2 separate regions of the Hordeum vulgare genome follow, and region 2 is linked to region 1. A link is a contact called in public Hi-C data. All regions are on one chromosome and are shown on one strand. Each heading gives the region's core, a stretch centred on a gene start, on an enhancer-like site or on the middle of the called end of the contact. The rest is flanking DNA. Distances are from core to core; before and after follow the strand shown. Region 1 holds the start of LOC123442777 (cysteine synthase-like). Region 2 holds the start of LOC123442780 (probable uridine nucleosidase 2).

Region 1 (7,604 bases), core at 3,608-6,107:
GACCTTCCCGTCGGCATCGAAACACGCCTTCCATTTCTCCGGCCTGAGCATTTTGCCCCCCTGTAGAATCGCCGATAGAGTTAGAAAGAAAGAACGAAAGAAAGAAAATGTGAAGGCGTCAAAAAAGAAAGAAAATGTGGGTAGTGCAGGCGCGAGAGGTGGATATGAGCCAAGCTGCGCACAGCTGACAATGCCGACTCTGGTTCTGCGGCGTCGACGCGGAACCTATGCCGTATGCTAAATATAAACACTGTGCCGGCTGCCAAGACGAGCGTCCGGCTATATTTAGAGGGGTGACGATGCGGAAGCGTTGCGTAGCATCGGCCATGGGGAGTGGTTACCCTGACGGCATTGGCGTGCAGAGAGATGTGTGGTGGTAGTTGAAGAAAGGAGGAGGCGGCGGAAGGGGAAGGGGACCTTGAGGTAGTAGGGGTCCGGGTTGAGGCCGCAGGGTTCGCGGACGAGGGAGCCGAAGCCGCGCTGCAGGTTGCCGCACATGATCCATGACTTGATGTAGTCCCCGCCCCCGGCGCCGCCGTTTCCGGTGCTGTGCCTGTGGGGCTGGGACATGGATCCTCCCCTCCCCGGTACGGCGGCGCGGCAGGGGCGAGGGGGACCCGGATCTCCGGCGCGGGCGAATCGTACGAATCGTCGGCCACGGCGGCGGATCCGAATCGCCGCGCTCGCTGCTGGAGCAGAGTCGAGTCGACGGCTCAGCTCCCCTCCCCTCCGCTCCTCTCCTGGATGGAGCGGGTAGGCTTCTCTCTGCGTCTCGTCGGCGGGGCCGGGGATCCGCCGCCTGCTGGCTTGGCTCGGTCTCCGTCGGTCGGTCGCCGCCGCGGTTGCTTGGCTCGAGGAGACGTGGGTGGGAGAGGGGGGGTGGGGTGGAAGGAAGCAACGAACCAACCTAACTGCAACTGCTCATCATTCGTTGCTTCTTCTCTTTCTTTCCTTCTCTACGTGCCAACGACCCGGAACAAAATTGCTCTGCCATAATAGTGCCATACTAGTTCATTTCACTTATTTTTTATATATATAATTTTTTCCCGTATTAGCAGCAATTTATTGTATTCATTATTAGCAATCTATTTCACTTATTACACTGCAGATTGAAAAAAACATGCTATCATTTCCTTATTATTATGTCACAAAACAATGAAATTACGAGCACCAACCAGACCTCGAGATAAACCCAGCTCGGAAAAAAAAAACATCAAACATTTCAAATTTCAATGTATATAACCGGCCTGAATTTTGCTTTGGGCGAGCGAGCGAGTGAGTGGGTGAGCGTTGCTCATACAAAAAAAAAAAGAGAGGTATAACTGCTTCCTTACAACCATGCGTATCATCATCGTATATCAATCGACACCAGGAATATCATCATCGTATATCAATCGACACCAGCAAAATGCGAGCGGGCTCCGAAGAAGAACGGGCGTAAGGTCGAGCGTTCGTTCGTTTCCATGCCCGCCTTATTCTTATTCGGTTCGACGGAGAGGAAGATGCAGCAGAAAAAAAGGCTTCTTTGCCGGGCGCGGAAATGGCCCTTCACGCTTCGGCCTCCATCTTCTCGCACTCTTCCCTGATGGACTGGAACAGCACCGACGACAGGTACCTCTCGCCGAAGCTCGGGAACACCACCTGTTTGTCGCGCGCACAGAAACAGGCAACAATGTCGGTGCCATCGTCATTGGATGTTTTCAGGAGAAGAATTCTATGAGCTTGTAAGATTAGCGGTACTTACCACTATCAGCTTCCCGGCGTTCTCGGGTCTCTGGGCGACCTTTATGGCAGCGGCCGCGGCTGCCCCAGACGAGATCCCGACCTGCACAACATACATTCGTATATAGGTTCAGGATTGCTGATCTCTGATTCATAGACGACTGACTGACTGACTGACGGGAGAAACAAAAAATGCAGGCTTCCTACTGCTTATTAACCACTACATACGAGGAACAGAACAACCATACATATGAACAAGTGGTTTATGATTTTTGCAACAATGAGATTATGTGGTGGTCTCCTACGCCCTGGCCCCACATGAGATTATGTGGATACGATGGAACACCAAACAAACAACAGCTGTCCTTCTGAGGTACCACCTGCCCACCAAGGCTAACCTCCTCCTCCTCGTGCCCAGTAGTACTGAAACCACACCTCATGGTGCTCAGTTTTAGTGCTACTAAGCCTAAAATCTTGCGATTCCAAAGTCTGTCTCCACAACTCCAACTAGCACTATGATGCACCATAGAAAAATTGTATGGGACGCATCATACATTTAGCAACACTATGATGGGAGAAATGAACAAATAAACTGGCTCAAACATGCTGCCTATAAAAAAACACCATTTCTAGTCTAGATCTACAGAGAAGGCTGCCAGGTGCTTACACTTAAATAGCAAGGGGGGAAACAGACATTGACTAGCATGATGTGTGTCATGATTCGCCTGCTTTTTTTAAGCATATAAACATTTGCAACTAAAAGACGATATCTCAACACGCATCAACGTATTGAACACACAAAAATTGCATCAACATGTGAAATTACAATACCAGCAATCCTTCCTGAAGAGCCAACTGCTTTGCTGTCTCAACAGCCTCATCGCTTGATATCTAGAACATAAGCAGAACGTGGTCAGAGATAACTATAAGAAAAGAAAACCCAGCAGTAATAGCCCCCTAAGAAAGTAGTACCACACAGCCCTAACAGCTTCACTGTACCAAGCCGAGCAAAAGGAGGGATGATCTACTCATGCAAGGACAACATCCACAGAACCGAAGACGTAACCACAGTAGAACTAGCATATGCAATTGCACTTGTATAACTACGTAGAACTAGCATCATAGAACTATCAGCCTATGGTGAGAACTGAGACGTTAAGAAAATACAGTGAAATGGAATAACAGGCACAATTCAGCTGAATTCAAGAAAGAAACTACAACCTTCATGTCTTGCTTTTATTCTAAAAAAGGTGAAATATACCAACGGACAGAAAAAACTCTGACCTCAATTACTTCATTGAGAACATCACTGTCCAAATTCCTAGGAACAAATCCTGCTCCAATGCCTTGAATCTTATGTGGGCCTATACAAGCGGATAACAGTTGTAAGGCAAAGAACATAAGCTTGACAAGCTCAAAGGAAGTATGTCTTTCTTCAATGGAAAACTCAAAGGAAATATTTTTCTGATAGCAAACATACCAGGTTTACCACCAGAGAGTATGTTGCTTTCAGTAGGTTCAACACCAATAACCTAGAAAAAGAAAACCGTATGAGCACTATATGGTGCATATAACAGGGTACATTTTATTTGGGTGGAATTTGAAGAAACCTTGACGTCGGGATTTTTCTCCTTCAGGAAACGACCAGTACCAGATATTGTTCCGCCCGTTCCAATTCCACCAATGAATATATCAACCTTTCCTTTTGAATCCTCCCAGATTTCAGGCCCAGTAGTCTCATAGTGTACCTGATGGGAAATGAAGAAAGATACGCATCAGCCTCAAGTAGGTTAGAAACATAGTGCACACATAGATAGAGACACAAAGTTAATTCTCCTTGTTACCTTTGGGTTGGCAGGGTTGTCAAACTGCTCAAGCATGTATGAATTGGGTGTCTTATTTAAGATCTCTGTAGCCTTATCTAGGGCCCCTTTCATCCCTTTTGCAGCATCTGTAAGCACAAGTTCAGCGCCAAAAGCCTTGAGCAGAACTCTCCTCTCCATGCTCATTGATGTGGGCATTGTCAGTATCAACTTATATCCCCTGGAAGCAGCAATGAAAGCAAGACCAATGCCTGTGTTTCCACTTGTTGCTTCAACCAAAACACTCTGAGAGCAGAGAACATAGGTAAGTTAGCATATGCATATATTGTTACCGAGTACCCTTCCCTTGTTAGTAATTGCTAGGAAAGGGATAGGACATGATAAGGACGGCAGCAAGCATGTAAGCACACAAACAGAAGACGCCTCACCTTTCCGGGTGTTATCAAGCCCTTCTCTTCAGCGTCGGAAATCATACTGATACCTATCCTGAAGCATAAATCGGTTGGGAGCTGCTTAGCTGGTGGGTCCATCAGGGGAAGGAAACGACCTCAACATTGAAACGAGGAGGACAACAAGAATTGTAATGCAACCTGTCCTTGACACTGCAACAGGGCTCCATAATCTCGAGCTTGGCGGCGACGTTGGCGACGCAGCCCTTGACGATCCTGTTGAGATACACCATGGGCGTCTTGCCGATGAGCTGCGATAAAAATTCAACAAGGAGCTATCATTTTCCTGAGACAGGCAGCTTGAATCCTGAGGCCGATGATGTTTTGCTTTCTTGCTAAAGGATTTGTCCGTGCGGAACTAGGATGGTTTGAGATACGATGGAAGAAGGATGCCGCAGGGTCAAACTAGAGAGTAGATCTTTACTGGCTCAGGGGTTTGTGGCATCGGTGAGCTCTGGGTAGCGGCAATCCTACCAACCCCCGCTACTCCTGGCTGGGCACACACTGGAAATGGAGGGATTGAAGTGGAGGCAGCGGGTAGACGGTGCTGGTTGCCTACCTGGGTGACGTCGTCGGCGATGTTGAGGCCCTCGACCTCGGTGGCGAGGGCATGGCGCCTCCACGAGGGGGAGGCGGCGGGGGCGTTGACGGCGAGGAGGGAGGAGCCGGCGGGGAATCTGCGGGCGAGAGGCGGCGGGAGGACGGCCGGCCGCGCCTGCGCCGGGCGGGCGGCCGGGAAGCCGAGCTGGGCCTGGGCGGCGGCGGCGACGGGCGATGGTGTCCACGACGCCATTGTTCCTTTCCCCCAAGGAGATTCTTGCTTCGCTGGGTGTGATGGCGTCGTGTGCCCTCTGGGACTCCGAGGGGATGATGGATGGACGTTGGATACGGGCCTCTTTTCGTCGCGATGGATGGATGGATGTATTCGGACCTGGAGACGGTGTTAGTTCATTCGTCAGCCATCGCGCACGAAATATCTCTGCTAATTCCAAAACCTGGCTCCACTTGGAATTTTGGAATGTCGTTTTTATGCAACCCTGTAACATTTTACACTTGTATTCCCTCCGTTCTTAAACATAAGTTATTTTAGAGATTTTATTAAATCTACTCCCTCCGTTCCTAAATATAAGTTTTAAAAAAAATCATTAAAAAACTATATACGAAATAAAATGAATAAATCTATATTTTAAAATATGTCTATATCTATCCGTATGTAGTCCCTAATGAAACCGCTAGAAAGACTTATATTTAGAAACGAAGGGAGTACATACGAAACAAAATGAATAAATTTATATTCTAAAACATGTCTATATACATTCGTATGTAGTTTATATTGAAATGTCTAAAAAGACTTATATTTAGAAACGGAGGGAGTATTATATCAGTCTCCAACCGAATACATGTCCCAGGGTTGTATTTCCATTCCGCTTCTAGCTTACGCTTGGAATGTTTTTTTTCTGTGTAACTTCCCATCAGTTTCATTCCACTGTTCAAATATGCATGGCACTTAAATGTATAGCTTTTCAACAGCTTCAAATATGCATGTCATTCAAATGTATAGCTTTTTAACAACACATACTTTTTAATACACATGTACACAGACTTTTCAACAACACGGACTACACTTCCACATAAATTGCACATGTATAAAATGAGCTAAAATTTTAATTTACATAATAGTACAACAACATAAAAAAAAGATAATATTTTTCCAATCATCCATTTGAATATCCTACCTCCGTCACGGTTTAGAAGGCACGGTTAAACTTACGTGCATTTTCATAATAGTCAAGGTTTAAAGCGCATTGTATTTACTCCTAGCAGCTAATTAGTACTCCATTGTACTCCATTGTACTACTTTTATGTGCATGCGTAGTGTGAATGTTATTTTTTATCCCATCTCACAGCCAATCAATAACCACCTAAGTTACAGAAAATTTTCAAACATGTCTTCCAAAGAAACATTAGTTATGTAAGAACATTCTGTGCTATTTGAATGATACCAACCACACATGTCAAGAACAACCATGTATGTCAAAAAGATTAGCACAAAATCATGAACTACCAAGGGGAGCCAGGTGATACAAGATAGCCATAGCATGTCACTAAATTAAAAAAATATATCAAGAAACACCAATATGAAGAAACAACATGACAGCAATATAAACAACATCTTAAATAAGAAAAGATGCTCTAGACAAGAGTAGTTCTATATGATTTTGAATGCAAAACTGATAGCTCCAATAATTGCATGTTCTCAGCATAGGTCTATTATGGATAATAACACACATGTCCAGAATATTATGTTGCTCCCTCCCACTGGCAGAGCCTCGTGGAGGCCAAAGGCACTCCAGGAGCAAGCAAGGTATCCTTCACCTAATGGAAATAAAAGGAGCAATGACAATACCTATGATGAGAGCACCAAATTGATTGAAAGAATACTTGTAATGCCCTAGATGTAACCTTGCCATATTTGGAAACCTTTCATGTTTGGATCCATGTGGTCATGTTATATGAGAGTTGTCATTTCATGTGGGAATTTCATGTCTTCTCCTTTGCATCATACCATTCATTGCATTCATGCCATTTCTTGTATTGTTGTTGTTGATCCATATGTGTGGTGTGATGAGTGCATGTGGTGTGTGATGATGTGGTGTTTGCGAGCTTGGGTTTCAAACTATGTTAGTTTTCAAACTAGATTCCAAAAGGCCCCTTCTTCTTTATTCTTTTGAGCTCATGTTTTACTTGATCCATTCCTGTTTTAAAAATGTAGATCATTTAGTGCCTTTTCTTGTGGATGTGGGGGTGTGGCTAGGGAATTTTAAAACTTTGCTTAAATGGGGTTTTATTTACAAAACAGATTAAATTAATTCTGTTTTGTAAATATTTTATTGCTCCAAAAAACATCTTTGTATTTTATTTAATTGGGTCATAATTCCCCAGGGGATTTATCTTGTGTATTTGTTTTAAATGGAAAAACCCTTTGGGTTTTTTCTTTCTTTCTATCTGGCGCCAGCAGTGGGCTTCCTCCTTCCCAGGCCCAGAGTTCCTTCCCTCGCGCGCAGCAGCCCATCTTCCCCGTTCCTCTCTTCTTCTCTGACAGCGTTGTCTTCCTCGCCTGCTTTCCGTCAGGTCCCGAGAGAGAGAGAGAGCGCGCGCCGTCGTCTCACGGACGTCGAGGTCGTCCTATTTAGTGCCTCCCGCTTCGCTAGTGTGCCTAGGGTTCCTCCTCGCCGCCGCCACCCCTCGTTCCCATCTCTCTCCCTCTCCCTCGACACGTAAGTCCAGAGAGCAGAGAGTTCAGAGAAGTCGCCGCCGACGATCCCGCGTTCCCCTCGTCGCCGACAGCCTCTCCCCACGGCGTCCGAGGCGTCTGCGAGCATGGGGCATCTCCCGCCGTTCCATTCCCGTCGCTATAGGGGTGGTTCCCCCTCACTAGCACTCCCTCGGCGGCGGCTCCGTCAGGCTAGAGTAGCACGTTGTCGATCCCACGCCTCTTCGTCCCCTTCTTCCTCTCCGACGTGCCTTCCTCCTCTCCTCGACGCGTAGGGTGAGCAAGATCTCGTTCCCTTCCTTTCCCTCCTCCTAGCGTAGGTCGCCGTAGCTCTCT
Region 2 (7,604 bases), core at 2,332-4,831, 190 kb after region 1:
GGATTGGGACACTTTGCTGCACCGTTGCTACTTTTGTTACTTGTTGCTCGCTACGAATCATCTCACCACACAATTACTTGTTACCGACAATTTCAGTGCCTGCAGATTTTTCCTTGCTGAAAACCACTTGTCAGATCCTTCTGCTCCTTGTTGGGTTCGACACTCTTACTTATCGAAAGGACTACGATTGATCCCCTATACTTGTGGGTCATCAACCACCGGCGGCCCTTCGGCAACCCCCTCCGATGGACGGTCTCGGTTGGCCCTTGGACCACCGCCACAGTTTGGCGCTGCTTGCACCGCGGGCTGGACCGTGAGCCATGCCGCCAACCGTGCTTCCTCTATGACCGTGGGGTCAGACTCCGGGTTCGCTAACCCCGCGCCCTCGGAAGCTCCACGCCTTCCTCCCCGTCCACGTCTGCCGTCACTGCGTCACCTGCCCCTTCCCCGACCTCAGGCGCGGCCTCACGCGCACACGGCGCCTCAACTCCTGGCACGGCCGGATCCTCTGTTGCCTCACCCTCCTCCATCGAGGTCAGCTCGTCTTCACCACCTTCACTGCCGCGGTATCAGAGTCACCGCCTCGTCCTATGACACGGGCTAGGGTCGACATCCATCGTCCGAGCCTACGGTACTATAGCGATGAATATCTCCTTGTTCCGTCCACCTCTAAGCCATCACCACTTCCCGCCTCTGTGCAGGCAGCCCTCCGTGATCCTCACTGGCTCACTGCGACGGAGGACGAGTTCGACGCTCTTCAGCAGATCCGCACTTGGACATTGGTTCCCTGGCCTCCTCGCACCAACATCATCAGCGACAGGTGGGTCTTTTGCCACAAGACTCACTCGGATGGCACTCTTGAGCACTACAAGGCTCGCTGGGTGGTCCGCGGTTTTCGTCAGCGCGCAGGAGTTGACTTCATCGAGACGTTTGCACCGTTTGTCAAATGAGGCACGATCCGCACCTTTCTGTAGCTAACGGTCACTTGTGGCTGGCATGTTCATCAGATGGATGTCTCCAACGCCTTTCTTCATGGTCACCTTCTCGAGAAGGTCTACTGTGAGCAACCCACATGTTTCGTCGACGCCACTCATCCTGGTCATGTGCGCTTGCTGCCTCGATCTCTTTACGGCCTTAAGCAAGCTCCTCACGCTTGATACTAGCATATTGCTACTGCGACAACAGACCTTCCCTGGCAACGGCGCCAGGAATCCTGCTGCTACGGCTACGCCTATAGGGACTTCCTTGGCAAATATGCAAAGGATTTCCCCGCGGCCTTGGAGCATTGCATTGGTGTTCCCTTGAAGAGGAAAGGGTGATGTAGCACAGCGGCGGTAAGTATTTCCCTCATTTTGAGAACCAAGGTATCAATCTAGTAGGAGGAGCGTTCAAGTCACAAGTACCTGCACAAACACAAAGAGCTTGCACCCAACACTATGAAGGGGTTGTCAATCCCTTATAGATTGTTTGCAAAGTGAGAACTGAAAGCAACAAAGTAAACAAAGCAAAGTAAAAGTGAAAGTGGAGACGATAGTTGTGAATAGGGCAGGGGAGCGCCAGGGAGGCCACAAGCCTGGTTGCCGCGGGGCCCCCTGGCCGCGACAACAGGGCTTGTGGGCTCCCTGTGGGTCCACTGCCTTGGCCCTCAAGCCTCCTGATCTTCTTCCGTTCTGGACAAATTTATTTCGGGGATTTTATTCCGTTTGGACTCCGTTCCAAAATTAGATCTGAAAAGAGTCAAAAACACAGAAAAAACAGGAACTGGCACTTGGCACTGAATTAATAAGTTAGTCCCAAAAAAGATATAAAAGGTAAACAAAACATCCAAAGTTGACAAGATAACAGCGTGAAACCATCAAAAATTATAGATACGTTTGAGACGTATCACATATCGCTGGCTTTCTACAAACACTGGGCTTCCATGTTACTTGCTCGGATGCCTCATTATTCGTTCTTCATCATGGCGACACGACTGCTTACTTGCTGCTCTACATCGACGACATCATCATGACGGCCTCCTCTACAACCCTTCTTTAGCAGATTACTCTACGCTTGTGTGACAAGTTCGCCATCAAGGATTTGGGTTCTCTTCATTACTTCATTGGTATTGAGGTCGTTCGGTGACCCGACGACTTCTCTCTTCATCAACAGAAGTATGCGTATGAGCTGCTTGAGCGCGTCGGTATGTTCAACTGTCATCCTGCCGCTACTCCTATTGACACGAAGGCCAAGGTCTCTGCTTAGGAGGGTTCACTGGCGTCGGATGCCCCGTTCTACCGCTCCATTGTTGGTGCTCTTCAGTATTTGACGCTCACCACACCAGACTTGCAGTATGTTGTGCATCAGGTGTGCCTCCATATGCACGACCCTCGTGACTCCCACTGGACGCTCGCGAAACGGATTCTTCGCTATATCCGCGGCACGATGTCCCTCAGACTCATTCTCACGGCGTCTCCCTCTATGGTTCTGGTGGCTTACTCTCATGCTGATTGGGTATGCTGTCCCGACACAAGTCGCTCCAGGCCCGGCTACTGCGTCTACCTCGGTCCCTCACTCGTCTCGTGGTCGTCGAAACGACAACCCACGGTATCGCGCTCTAGCGCGGAGGGTGAGTACCGAATGGTGGCTAATACAGTTGTTGAGTGCTCATGGCTTCAACAGCTACTTCAGGAGTTGCATCACGGTATCACTAAGGCCACGGTCGTCTATTGTGACAACGTCTCCGCTGTGTATCTTTCCGCCAACCCCGTTCATCATCGCCGGACGAAGCACATCGAGCTTGATATCCACTTTGTGCGTGAACATGTCGCCCTTGGTTACATTTGAGTTCTTCATGTTCCGACCGCACAACAGTTCGCCGATGTGATGACTAAGGAATTGCCTACTTCCACCTTCGAGGAGTTCCGTTTCAGTCTCTGTGTCTCTGGCGACGCTTCGACTGCGGGGTGGGGGGGGGTGAATATATATTTGTGCATGTATATTGTGTCGTAGGCCCACCTCCTAGTTCCTTGTACAATTGTGGTTGATGCCCATCTTGTACCTTATATATATGAGCCTAGTGCACCCAATCAATATCGAGAGTTGCACAACACAAACCTAAGTCTCTAAACCCTGACTATATAGGACGACCGCGAATCGACGGACAGTGACGTGAATTCGTCCCGCTGCTTTTTCAAAGACGCGCCTTCGCTCCCGCCATCTCCCTACAGAACGCCGCGTTCCCCTTCCCAGCATCGGCCCAACCCGACTCGCTAGAAACTGTCGATCCGACCGTTCCTAACGGACCTGGCAGAGCACTACTTTAAGGTTCCTGCAGGCTAAAAATTATATACAGATCCAGCAACCAAACGAACCATTTTCTTCCCCATGAGCGTGGTTGAGACTAACGCAGGTAACGAACGCGCCTAAAAAGAATCTGATGTCACACTTTCAGCATTTGCAAAAATATTAGATTGTGCATGTCTGATGTGTACCCCTCTCCTGAAAAAAAGGCCTATACAGTGCTTAAAAACAGGGAAATGTTGGTGACAAGGTTGTCCATCGGAACCGTGGGTTTGACGTGGGTTGGGGCCCCGTGGATCTGCAACAGCCTCGCCTTTTGGGATATACCGCCGTAAAGGTGAGGATCGCCGCCCTCTCTCTCTCTCTCTCAAGTTGAGCTAGCCGCCTGTGAGTGTGAGCGAGACGTGTACACATCTTCTTCTCCACCTCGCTCGATCCGCCCGCGCAACCGACGCCGCCCCGATCGATCCCCGGGATCCATGTCCATGGCCGCCGTCACCAAGAAGAAGAAGGTCATCATCGACACCGACCCAGGGATCGGTCCGTACCCACCCGTCCCTCGTTCCTCCTCCCCCGTGTTTTGTCGATCTATCCTATTCCTATCCCACCCCCTAACCAATCTCGCATTCTTCGCAAACTCGCGGTGGGGTTGATGAACCGCAGACGACGCCATGGCCATCTTCGCGGCGCTGAGGTCGCCGGAGCTGGAGGTGGTTGGCCTCACCACCATCTTCGGCAACGTCTACACCGCCCTCGCCACCCGCAACGCGCTGCACCTCGTCGGTCCACTCCACTCCCCCGCGCTCGACTTTCCGTTCTCACCAATGGGTCTTTCCGATGCTAATCGAACCGATCTCTAGCTCGATTTCAGCTGGAGACCGCTGGGAGGACCGACATCCCCGTCGCGGAGGGGTCCCATGTAACAATCAAGGTACCCTCAATCCATTGCATCATGTATGTATCAATGTATCTGTGTTTGTTTGTCTGTACGGCGTCTCATTCAGTCAAAATCTGTGGCATCTCGATCGATCAAGTGTTTGCTGACTTGGACTGAATGTCTGTGCGCTCCACCATGAATGAAATTCAGAAAGCCACCAAGCTACGGATTGCCAGCTTCGTCCACGGTTCGGATGGCCTCGGCAACCAGAACTTCCCTCCGCCGGCCGGCAAGGCGGTGGACCAGTCCGCCGCCGCCTTCCTTGTCGAGCAGGCGAACCTCTACCCCGGACAAGTAACCGTCGTCGCCCTCGGCCCCCTCACCAACCTTGCGCTGGCCGTCGAGCTTGACCCTTCTTTCCCCAAGAAGATTGGGCAGATCATTATCCTGGGTGGTGCTTATTCGGTTAATGGGAATGTCAATCCTGCAGCTGAGGCAAATGTGAGTCAGTCCTATCAGATTCAGTGGCATGCTTCCTGTTGAATTTGGAGAACAATGCAAGCTTAGTGTCGCTAGCTTCGTGTTTTGGAGCATCGGTTTACATATTCGAAGCCGCAACTCCGGTAATTCATCACCTTGACTTCACTGGTTAATTGGCTATCTTTACTAACAGGTATTTGGCGATCCTGATGCGGCTGATATAGTTTTTACCTGCGGTGCGGATATTTTGGCCATCGGAATTAACATTACGCACCAAGTTATCCTTTCTGGTAATTCTCTTGCTGTCTAGAGCTGTTACTATACCCTGTTACTTTTGAAACCTTGTTATATATCAGAGCTGAAAACAGCAAAATGATGCTATTTGTGGTTTTCACACATAGAAGGATATATTCTTCTTTCCTCGTGATTACATGTATTGACCTGCCTGTGTTTGCTACAGTTAATCATACAGTGCTTGACAGCAACAGTACGAACGCTTGGTTAATAACATAGGGCATGCATCTGGTTCTAGTTGTTTTACCAACTATCCACAATGCTTGGTTAGAAGATTTCTTTTTGAAGATTAAAGACACATATTTTGAAACCGAGTCCTTTGTTCGCTTGGAGCTACATATATGTAACTAGCACTCTGTTTTCATTGGTACCCTTTCAACTAAAAGGTAACCATGGGAGTAACAGATAATTAGGTTGCATAGATGTGTCACATCTTGTTGAATGGATCTACATATGATATTCACAGTTGCCATGTATTGGAACACATCTGGTTCAATGGGTCTACGTATGATATTCACAGTTGCCCTGTATTGGAACACAATCGCATTTTGACACGTCGTTTTTCAATGCAGATGTTGACCGGAAGAAGCTTGAACAGTCCGATAGCAAATATGCTCGCTACTTAAGCAAGATACTGGGTCTTTATTATGATTATCACATGGACGCATACTCCACTACAGGTCAGTATGAAAACAGTCAGTCAGTACACTTAACTTGGGTGGATCAGCAGTATACACACTTGATGATGAGAAGCCGAACAATTAAAGGGACTTGAATGACTTATTTTGTGAGTATGATGAAATGGTTGCAGGAGTATATCTTCATGATCCCACAACTCTTCTTGCCGCCGTAGATCCATCGCTGATGACTTACACGGAGGGAGTCGTGAGGGTTCAGACAGATGGAATCACAAAGGGTCTCACGGTTTTCGACAATACCAAGAAAACGTATGGTGAGATAACAGAGTGGTGTGGTAAGCCAACCGTGAAGGTTGCTGTCACAGTCGATGCCCCTGCTGTCGTGGAGCTCATTATGCAGAGGCTTCTCACGGATGATTGAAACATTTCGTTTGCAATACTGCACTCAAGATTCAAGAACATATTTGTCAATGTTGGATTATACCTTTTGGGAATGAAATCAACTACGTGCCTCTTCTTTTGTAGTTCAATACTTGAACATTTACACTTGTAGTGCAACACTTGAACATTTACACTTGTAGTTCAACACTTGAACATTTTACACTTCAGGCATAAGGACCAGATTGTAGTCCATTTTCACTTCAGTTCTCAATGCACTACTGAATCAATTGTTTGGTGTATAACTTCCAATGCCATGCTATCATCAAGAGTACTATATATGGCAATCTGATCCATCATATGTGTTTTAGCACTAAACAGTTCCCCAAAATTGAGCATATGATACATAATAGTTCAGGGTATACATATATTTCACATGCTTCCCAAACAAAACAGAAACATAACTATATCTCATCACAATGGCTTCTGACACGCTAAGCTTTCAAGCTACATGTTGCGTCCAATAAGCACCGCACCCAGCAAAGCCCAAAGCTGAATCCACCACAAATTGCTTGGAATTCCAGGGGTGTTCTTCGTGTTGGCAGAGCTCATGATGTCAAATCTCCAACGGTTGCACTTATTCTGCATCAATGCCTAGAATTCTCCTCAGATACTCCATTTGCTCAGTCTCGCCTTGAAGCTCCTCCCACTGTGATTGTCAGGGAAAATAAACTCTTAATATGATAAATATTTTCACCTATTCAGGGAACTAAGAAAATTAATGCTGAAATCCAAGTCAAGGGTCAAATGTCCTTAGAGTTCATATGAGTTCACAAAATGCAGAACAAGGACATTATTTGCCTGTACAAGCACGTGTGAGTTCATTACAGATAAACATGAATAATAGAGAGAAGCCTTTTCTTTTGGAAAATAAAACAAAACAAGACATTAATTTTAGTCGGTGGCATATGAAATGCTGGAAAATATGGCACGCTATGGAGAAGTTGTGAATTTCCTTTGCGAAACACAACAGATTAATTAATATGACACACAAATGATTGTCAAGGAAAACAAACTCTTAATATATTATCACAGTAAGTCTTAGAAAAATATTCTAACCTATCCAGAGAACTCAGAAAACTAATGCTGAAATCCAAGTCAAGCTACTAAATGACCTTAAAGTTCATATGAGAGCAGAAAATGCAGAACAAGAACTTTTTTTCTTTTGTCCAACAAGTTAATGTGAGTTTACAAATAAGCATGAATAATAGAGAGAAGCCATTTCTTTTGAAAAACAAAACAGAACATTGACTTGAGATTGTGGCCTATGAAGTTCTGGAAGATATGGCACAATATAGAGCAGTTGCTAATTTCCTTTCTGAATCGATCACAGGTTAAACAACAAATTTATAAAATTTACTAATGGTTACCATGTTCAAGGTGTGACTAACCTCTTGGTGAGACAAGGAAACTAACTTCCATCCAGCAGTGGAAATGTAACGCCTTTTAAATGCCGTGTGGCCTAATGGTGTGCCTGTAAAACAGGTACACTTCTGCGTTAGTTTCTGCTTGGAGATACAGAATCAAGATAAACAAGAAGAAAATGGACAGCCTTTTATCTGGAATGGCAAGTAAAGCACAGAAAGCAACAAACA

Evidence for each region. Hi-C and Micro-C count contacts between places; a contact is called where the count stands out from the background.
Region 2: a Hi-C map of leaf shows a contact between it and region 1, with 7 times the contacts expected there. The contact joins the promoter of LOC123442780 here to the promoter of LOC123442777 in region 1. A contact is called at or near these places in 4 of 6 Hi-C or Micro-C datasets (leaf and seedling) and 1 of 1 datasets of contacts at active chromatin or transcription factors (embryo).

Annotation. Positions count from the first base shown.
Region 1 is chr3H:30,168,875-30,176,478 of MorexV3_pseudomolecules_assembly, forward strand. LOC123442777 (cysteine synthase-like) reads right to left here and starts at 4,858. Exons shown (of 10, transcript XM_045118910.1): 1 at 4,554-4,858; 2 at 4,136-4,245; 3 at 3,974-4,031; 4 at 3,567-3,830; 5 at 3,333-3,470; 6 at 3,203-3,254; 7 at 3,007-3,086; 8 at 2,554-2,613; 9 at 1,745-1,825; 10 at 1,201-1,641. The coding sequence starts at 4,787. The coding sequence ends at 1,549. LOC123441429 reads right to left here and starts at 897. Exons shown (of 13, transcript XM_045117869.1): 1 at 418-897; 2 at 1-60. The coding sequence starts at 570.
Region 2 is chr3H:30,361,413-30,369,016 of MorexV3_pseudomolecules_assembly, forward strand. It overlaps LOC123442780 (probable uridine nucleosidase 2), which reads left to right and starts at 3,582. Exons shown (of 7, transcript XM_045118914.1): 1 at 3,582-3,822; 2 at 3,946-4,061; 3 at 4,154-4,213; 4 at 4,370-4,660; 5 at 4,833-4,929; 6 at 5,506-5,613; 7 at 5,745-6,215. The coding sequence starts at 3,762. The coding sequence ends at 5,992. LOC123442779 (RAP domain-containing protein, chloroplastic) reads right to left here. Exons shown (of 3, transcript XM_045118913.1): 2 at 7,401-7,483; 3 at 6,270-6,658. The coding sequence ends at 6,587.